Linked DNA regions of Mus musculus: region 2 is linked to region 1. The links are chromatin contacts, called in public promoter capture Hi-C maps. All regions are on one chromosome and are shown on one strand. The core of a region is the stretch at or near the end of the contact, and the rest is flanking DNA. Distances in the headings are between cores, read along the strand shown. Region 1 overlaps Heatr1 (HEAT repeat containing 1). Region 2 holds the start of Edaradd (EDAR (ectodysplasin-A receptor)-associated death domain).

Region 1 (4,480 bases), core at 121-2,620:
GAGGAGCCAACCACATGTTGTCCAGCTGAAGCTCCATCACATGCCAGTGAGGAAAGTTACTGTTCTTTTTACCGACTAACTCAAGCTTCCTTTTCTCTTTCTTTCTTTCCCCAACACTGGGAATCACACTAGATCTAACCTTTGCCAGGCAAAAGCTCTTCCACTGAGCCCTAAACCTCTACACACCGATGCATTGAAGAAGAGACCTGAAACAGCCACTCGGGTCTTATATCTTTCACTTACCGGAAATATTCCAGCAACAGTACCCAAAAGTAGCAGGGCATGGTGGTGAGTCTGCGGCATCTCCGAGAGGCGGATGCACTGCACTATCAGCTCCACGTTGAACTTCTCCTCATCCACAACATCTACAGTGGAGGGAAGGAGTGGCTGATAGACTCATGCGCAAGCAGGCCGTTTCCTGCCCTTCCCGCCCACCAAGCACATACCTTTAGGTATTCTGCCACCATCTGGGGAGAGTTTTTGGCAGATGTTGAGCAAACAACTCAGAATTAACTGCTTAGTGTACTCCATGTTCCCCTGCTCTGATGACAAAGGCTCTAAACACCTTCAGGAGCCCCAGAAGAGAAATGATTGGGAATTTAGAAGTTAATACAGTCACATTAATGACTACTGTTCAAAACCTATTCAATAAGGAATAAAGAAAACACTACTATTGCACAGTCTAATAGATTTCTAACTCTAGTTTTGTTTCTCATACAGTCAAGTACATCAAGTGGTTTCTGTCCACAATTTAGGTACTCCCACTAACCTACTCGCAATCTCCTAACGACGTGGAGAATCACGGCACTTTTCCAATGACAACAGACTCCTCAGCTCAGTGGCACACTCTAAAGCTATGTTTTCTAATCATTTACAACTATGATAGCAGACGTCACACAGCATCCTTAAAATACACATGAGTGGCTAAGACACGGCCCTGGAAGTTAGGTAGGAAAGCAGGTAGATCGATGAAGTCAGTTACTACGAAGCTCAGGAGGAAGCCAGCGTAGGAAACCCGTAATGGGTTACTGAACCCAGGCTTCAATATTTAATGACAGCACTTTAACTTCCTTTATTGGACAGACGATCTGAACAAGAAAAATGTCCCCAAAGACAATGATAAATCAACATGGGCAAATTCTTACCACCCGCTTGTCCCCAAGACCAGATCCACGCGCCATTACCTGGACAGCAAGTTGAAGAGGGGTGGGATCAGTATCTGAGGGCACTTGAGCTTCTTCTTGTGCTGCAGCAACTCCAGGATGAGGGTGACTCTTTGCCAGTAAGGGCCCTCCACTTCTTGGACAGACTCTACATCTTGTGACTTTCTGGGAAACAGAGTTGACAATGCAAACACTATTACCCCTGTTTATGCAAAACTGGTGAGTATCTAGAAACCACAACAAAAGCCTGAGCCTGAGGTACAAGACCAGACCCCTTGGTGTATTCAAAGCTCTTACTTCTGTTGCATTTTCTGCCTTCTCGTTTGCTGAATTGTGCCCAAAGATTTAGCTTTATCTCGTGGCTCCAGTTCTATTCTGATTTGTTCAGCATCGACAGAAATCTGAAATATTGAAATAATGGCTAGTGATGTGAGTCACTGGAACAAGAGTACAGCAATAGTTGTAATGTAATTATCAACTATCAACATTAAAATAAAACAAGAAAGTTGGGTGGGGGTGACGTACACCTTTTATACCAGCACTCGGGAGGCAGAGGCAGGCGGATCTGAGTTCAAAGGCAGCCTGGTCTACATAGTGAGTTCCAGGACTGCCAGGAATCCACAGAGGAAACCCATCAATCGATCAATAGATAAACATAGCTGCAATAAGCATCACTGCACAGGTCAACGAAAACATTTCAGTCTACATTTACGTCATTGTGCCACTTGAAGTCTGCCTAGTCCCCAATACAAGCACTACAAACGCCATCTTATGTGTTATTTAGGATGCTCTCAAGTACGATGCTGAGCAGATTCCTATGGTACTTACGTGCTGTCACTAGGTTCAGAAATATGTACAACATCAATTACATTTGCCTGACAGTCAAGGTTGAGCTTATCTTTAGCTGATATGGCATGTTTGAGTTCAAATCCCAACAACCACATGGTGGGCTCACAACCACTCATAATGAGATCTGACGCCCTCTTCTGGTGTGTCTGAAGTCAGCCACAGTGAACTTGTGTATAATAATAAATAAATCTTTTAAAAAAAAGACATTCATTAAAATACAACTATGGACTGAGTAGTAAATGATACCAAGGAATTGCTATCAATTTTTTCAGGTATGTTGTAGTTACGTTAGACAATGGACATTTTTAAAAGGTGAAAATGTAAAAAGTACATAGGGATGGAAATTAAATGTTTTAGACTTGCTTTAGAATATTTTCTTCTGCAAAGAAAAAGAGGAGAAAAAGCTGTTAAAGACTGAGAGCTAAATCTGTATATTACATTTTCATCATTATTTAAGCTAAATATTTTATGTGTATGGTATTTTGCCAGTATATACATCTGTGTACCACCTACATGCCTGGTGTTTGTGTAAGCCAGAAGAGGATGTTAGATGCCCTGGAACTAGAGTCACAGATCCTTGTGAGTAGCAACATGGTGCTGGGAATCAAACCCAGGTCCTCCTCTGGGAGAGCAACAAGTACTCTCAACTACTGAAGCCATCTCTCCAGCCCCGACTTCTATTATTCTTATTGTTACATACATACCGCGTCTGTTATGTGTATGCACATGCTCCGTTATTGTTACATACATACCGTGTCTGTTATGTGTATGCACATGCTCAGTGTGCATGCATGTGGAGATCCAGCATGGATAGCACGAGTCTTCCTTGATTGTTCTCCACCTTATTTATTGAGGCAGGGTCTGTTACCTGAACCCAGAGCTTAACTACACAGCGAGTCTAACTAGCCAGCTTGCTTTAAAGACCCTGCTTTTGTCTTCTAAGTACTGGAACTAGAGGTGGACTACCTACCATCCACACCCAGATTTACGTAGGATACAAACTCCAGTATTGGCACTTGTGTGGTGATCACTTTATCCACCCCCCCTAACATTCTCTACTGTAGTCAATTCAAGAAATGAAATAACCCACTCCAATGACGGCTAGATTTCAATGTACATACAAACATAACATGCAGAGCTCCAATTCCATCTTATACATCACATATCTATTTAAGTAAAATAAGGTCATCTTGCGCAACATCAAGCCCCTCACAATTCCCCATTCCTTTCATGAAGCAGGCAGGTGCACCTAATATGAGTAAGATCCAAAAATAAGACAACCATGAGTAACTCTCTGAAAATATACACTTCATATCTAACAACAAACAACAAACACTGCCCCGCTTTCAGTTTGTCCTGCTTCTTGTATGGAAATGCGGCCTCTCAGCTTCTGATTTCAGCCACCTGCTACCGTACCGCCTTTACCATTATGCACTCTTGTTTTGGAGGCATTTGTGCTGTTCTTAATCTTGTTCAAAGACGCTTCCTATACGGTGGGTAATGGCTATTACAAACGTCCTAACCGTCCAAAACACTGAGAGGAAGTGGCTGTGAATGTTCAGCCAGATGGGACACCTATACTGACCCGCCTCACACCAAACCAGGACCAGGACTATACTGACCCGCCTCACACCAAACCAGGACCAGGGAACACTTTGCTAGAGTAGGCAGACATAACTGAAGACCAGAAAGAGAGAGAAGAATGCTGGGTTTATATGCACAATATCACACCTGTTAAAATTTTTAGCATGAATGGAGCAGGGGCTCCTGAGGCTCCACTCCTGGCTAAGGAGCCATTGACAGCAAATGGCTTCTGAGAGAAGGGCGCCACTCACTGGCAGGTTGCTTATGCCCTGGTGTATGATTCCACACATATCCACACATGAGCAACACTAGTCGGACTTGGTGGATTGTTTTTTTTTTTTTTTTTTTTTTCAAGACAGGGTTTCTCTGTGTAGCCCTGACTGTCCTGGAACTCACTCTGTAGACCAGGCTGGCCTCGAACTCAGAAATCTGCCTGCCTCTGCCTCCCCAGTGCTGGGATTGTTTCTTTTTAAAAGGAGGAATTGAAGCTGGAAAGGAGATATACTGGCAGGGGATAGAGAGGGAGGGAAGCAGGAAAAGTACTTGGATATGATTAAGATGCATTGTACAAGGTATGAAAATTTTAAAGAATAAATTTAAAAATGAAAAAAAAAATGGTGAAGACATAAGATTTGGGTTTTGAACTTCTCTAGTACATAATTTTCTTTGAATCTTGTTAACAGTGAAATCTGATCCCAAAGGAACACTGTAAAACACAGGTCATATATTTTGTCAACTGGAAAGACTAAACATGTACAAATTACAAAGTTTGCAACTCACCCCCTTAAAAACACTGCCGACCGTCTGAACACAGTGTGCGTCTTTGCAGTTCACTAACAAGTCAAACAGCACACACAGGAGCTTCTGCTGGACCTGTCCATCTG
Region 2 (3,836 bases), core at 627-3,126, 99 kb before region 1:
AGTGAGACTCTCAAAGAAGGAGGAGGGGACAACGACGATGAGTAAGTCGAAGGAGAAAGGAGGAGAGAGGGGAGAGGGAGAGGGAGAGGGAGAGGGAGAGGGAGAGGGAGAGGGAGAGGGAGAGGGAGAGGGAGAGGGAGAGGGAGAGGGAGAGGGAGAGGGAGAGGGAGAGACTAAGTTCAGCAGGGAAGGGACGGTCCTAGCCTCCAGCCTGATGGCCCGAGTGTGATCCCCATGACCTACAGCAGGAGAGAGTGACCTTCTGACCTCTGCGTTTGCTTCCATGGCACACACTCATCCATGTGCACACACATAAGAAGAAAGACACTGTAGATATCTGAATCATCTTCTACCTAGTGAAAGATATAAGTAACGAAACGTACTGACAATTTCCTTTTGAAAAACAAACCGCTAGAACTTGCGCTAACAAGACAGCCCAACTGTATATGTGGTTTCTAACAACCAAACCTCAGAAATGAATTCCATCTCTGCGTGGAGTATAGAAGGAACCACAGACCAAACCTCAAAGTAGACTCCCTGAGAAAATACCCTTTCTAAATTAATTTCCCTACCTTACCTGAGCCTTTGTGGCCTCCTCTCTAAAGACCCAACTCTTCCATGGCAGCATCTTATGGAGAATACAAACCAACCCCAAGAGTGCCGTGAGCCTCAGAACCACAGAGCAGCCTGGGGGGCACCACAAAGATACATTGGCATTTGCTGTCTCCCTGAAATGTTCAGTTTATTAATTAATCTGAATTGGGTAATTTGTTAATGAAATTGTCCAGCAAATACTGAAATAATCTTTCTTTTCTTACTTCCTCCTCCTCCCCCCTTCCTCCTCTTTTTTAATAAAGCCCCACACCATAAAGTTCTTGGTGGTCTCAAACTCCAGACTCCCCTCCTGCCTCAGTCTCTTGTGTGCTGGGATTACAACGTATATCATCAGGCTGGGGCTTATGCATGCCAGGCACTCTACTACTGACCTACATCCTTGGCTGGCATCTCCTTTAAACTCCTTTTTTAAAAAGAAAATAGTTCTATGCTTATGTCCAAGGCAGATATAGATTATGTGCTTCCTTTCAGAGATTCCTATTAAATGTAACGTGTCTGTAACCTTTGTATATGGCACATAGTGAAGATGCTGCCACTAGAGCTGGAGAGGCAGCTTAGCCTTGAAAGTGCTACCACTTTTGCAAAAGACCCAAGCTCAGTTCCTAGCAAGGCCACAACCACCAGCAACTCCACCTTTAGGGGAGCTACCACCGTCTTCTAGACCCTGTAGGCACTGTACTTGTGTGTTCATACCCCTCACCCCCAATATGATTTAAAAAATAATAGAAATAACTTAAACTTTTAAATAAAATATAGCCATTTTAAAAGATCAGATTCGCCATGCAGTGGTGGCACATGCCTTTAACCCCAGCACTTGGCAGGCAGAGGCAGGTGGATTTCTGAGTTCTACAGAGTGAGTTCCAGGACAGCCAGGGCTATACAGAGAAACCCTATCTCGAAAAAACCCAAAAAACAAAAAACAAAAAAATAAAAAAATAAAAGATCAGATTCTCTGCTCTTAATTAGAATAAAATCCCATTTAAGCTAAATCTTAATTCGTTTAAGGGCCCATGGGTTCTGCATTTCTAACAGAACCGTATACTGTTTTTTTGGTTTTTGCTTTTTCCTTCAGAGGAGTAAACCAGAGACCTCAAGACTGACTTTTCTTCCCGCTCCTTTGTGTAGTGCTCACCCAGGAGGTCAGGCAGTAACTAATGCCAAAGAAACATCAAATTAGAAAGTGCTAGCGTGTGCGGTCATGCCGCCGTTCAGGCTGCCTGAAGATTAGGAAACTGTTCAAACATCAAATCGCCGGCAGGCGTCTCAGCCCGGGCCTGTGCAAGGAGCACGCTGGGAGTGCTTTGGTGTCCCAGCTGAGGACGAGATTAGGAGCCGGGAAAGCCACCCGCGCGTGCGGCAGCCAGGGGAAGGCTAGCTGAAAGGCTCTCCCAGTTGCGATCGCGTGGGACCTCCGTGGTAAGACCAGGGTTCTACGCCCTAGGTACCAGCAGGGCAAGTGCTCCGGGGGCCCCTCGGTGTCCTCTCGTGCCCAACCGCAACCCACGGAATCCTCTCCAGAGTTCTGGAGAGACTCGCGCCGGGAAGGGGCTTTGCTAATTGCAGGAAGTGAGCACGAGGAAGAAGTGGCAGAGATCAAGAAGAGGAAAGGGAGGAGGAGGAGCAGCAGCAGCAGCAGGGCAGAGCGCAGACAGAGTCGCGCATTACCACGCAAGAGGTTGGGTCCCTGCGATCCTGCTGTTCTCAGGGGTCCTAGAGACTGTCCACCCCTGCTCGGACACTCATCTGTCCTCTCCTGGTCTTCATGGCTTCTCCGGACGACCCTCTGCGCTCAGGTAAAGCGGCAAGGTGCCGCGCCCTCACTTGGGGTGTGACCACCAGCTGGATTAATGAGACTGAAAGACTGAACTTCAGTCATCCCCTGGGAGCGGTTTTTTTTTTCTTTCTTTCTTCCTTCCTTCCTTTCTTTCTTTCTTTCTTTCTTTCTTTCTTTCTTTCTTTCTTTCTTTCTTTTTTTTTTTTTTTTTTCTTTTGGACACCAGGGCGCCAGATGTGTGTCAGGCTGGATGGGAACAGCTGCGGCACGCGTCTTACCTCTCCCGATCCTACCCCTGCGCTTGCCCCTCTGTGAGCAGCAGCTGATCGCTCGCTTCCTGCACACTGCAAGGTGTGCGTGGTCCCTCTCCCCACGCGGAGGCCCGGCCGAGCGCTTTTGTTCTGGGCCACGCGGGTGCCTGGTTGAAACAAGTCAGCCAACCTTTGATAGAAAAGAACATAGGAGGGAGGATTCTGCACCCCCTTCCTTCCAGGCTCTCCCTTGCTTTCCACTCGCACATTTCCTTGTTCGTCTTCTCCCTCCTAGCTTCACTTTGCTGAGATGTGTTTGCTTCTGTGCAAGTCTTAACCTCTCCGAGCCACTATTCAACTATTATACTGTCCACAGAGCCACGAGGCTGAGCCCACATGCGCAATCCCCACCTGTGGAGGTCTCTAGTCCCCGTAGTACATTAAAAATGTGCTTTGATATCTGAGGTCAGAATCTAGATTTTTCTATCGCTTCTCCCTCATTTAAGGAAAATTCCTTTAAACGTCAACGTCCAGGAATCTCCTCTGTCCTCCTGTAATCTAGCTACAAACTCCATCGGTGTTTGTGAACGAAAGGATGATATGTCCCTTTGAGTACGCTAGGTCTTTCTCTGGTTTTGGTGAGGTTGGACACTCTGGTAAGAGCCACACAGAACCAGACTAGACTGCTGAGATCGATGTGATTGCTTGTGTTTCGTATTTCATTTCTTGAGTGGAGTAGGGACAGAGTTCAAGAGCTAAGCCCTGATTACCGGCTTGACCTGACAGAGAAGATACCATGTCTGGCAGTGGCCAGAAGCTTAAGCCCAGTGGCCATTCTGATTTGGCGGCCATTCTGATTTGGCATCTTGGAGTGCTGGTTTGGGAAGGGGGCTGTTTACTAGTGACATCAAAAAAAAAAAAAAAAAAAAAGAACTAAATTATTCAAACGTAGCACGCTCCACGGGCTATCAAGTGAACTGGCCAACCCTCACATTGTTTGCAAGAACAGAAGGGGACTTAAGGGGACAATTCTCTCATCGGGTGCCTGCTGCTATGTATGTATTGTCCTCCTTGTGCTGAGGACTGTATGAATAAGATGTCAAGGGGTGTTTGGTTTTAGTCATGATGGTCCCAGACTTAGTAAATGATACTGGATTCAAGAGATGGAGAAGAGGAGTTCATTGGATAAGGATACA

What was found. Promoter capture Hi-C pulls out the DNA fragments that hold promoters and counts their contacts.
Region 2: a contact with region 1 is called in a promoter capture Hi-C map of liver. The contact joins the promoter of Edaradd here to the enhancer-like site in region 1. A contact is called at or near these places in 5 of 39 promoter capture datasets (the C10 cell line, the HPC-7 cell line, embryonic stem cells and 2 more), 1 of 484 Hi-C or Micro-C datasets (liver), 1 of 115 datasets of contacts at active chromatin or transcription factors (the SCID.adh cell line) and 3 of 9 other capture datasets (adipose tissue, liver and pancreatic islet).

What each region holds. Positions count from the first base shown.
Region 1 is chr13:12,418,126-12,422,605 of GRCm38.p6, reverse strand. It overlaps Heatr1 (HEAT repeat containing 1), which reads right to left. Exons shown (of 45, transcript NM_144835.4): 24 at 4,377-4,480; 25 at 1,461-1,564; 26 at 1,185-1,328; 27 at 447-565; 28 at 244-365. Among named protein-coding and RNA genes, the nearest start is that of Heatr1, 25 kb to the right of the region's middle. Within about 2 kb of position 1,370, at least 1 of the 459 cell types and tissues checked has an H3K27ac peak or open chromatin away from gene starts, as enhancers often do.
Region 2 is chr13:12,518,490-12,522,325 of GRCm38.p6, reverse strand. Edaradd (EDAR (ectodysplasin-A receptor)-associated death domain) reads left to right here and starts at 1,876. Exons shown (of 6, transcript NM_133643.4): 1 at 1,876-2,408. The coding sequence starts at 2,378.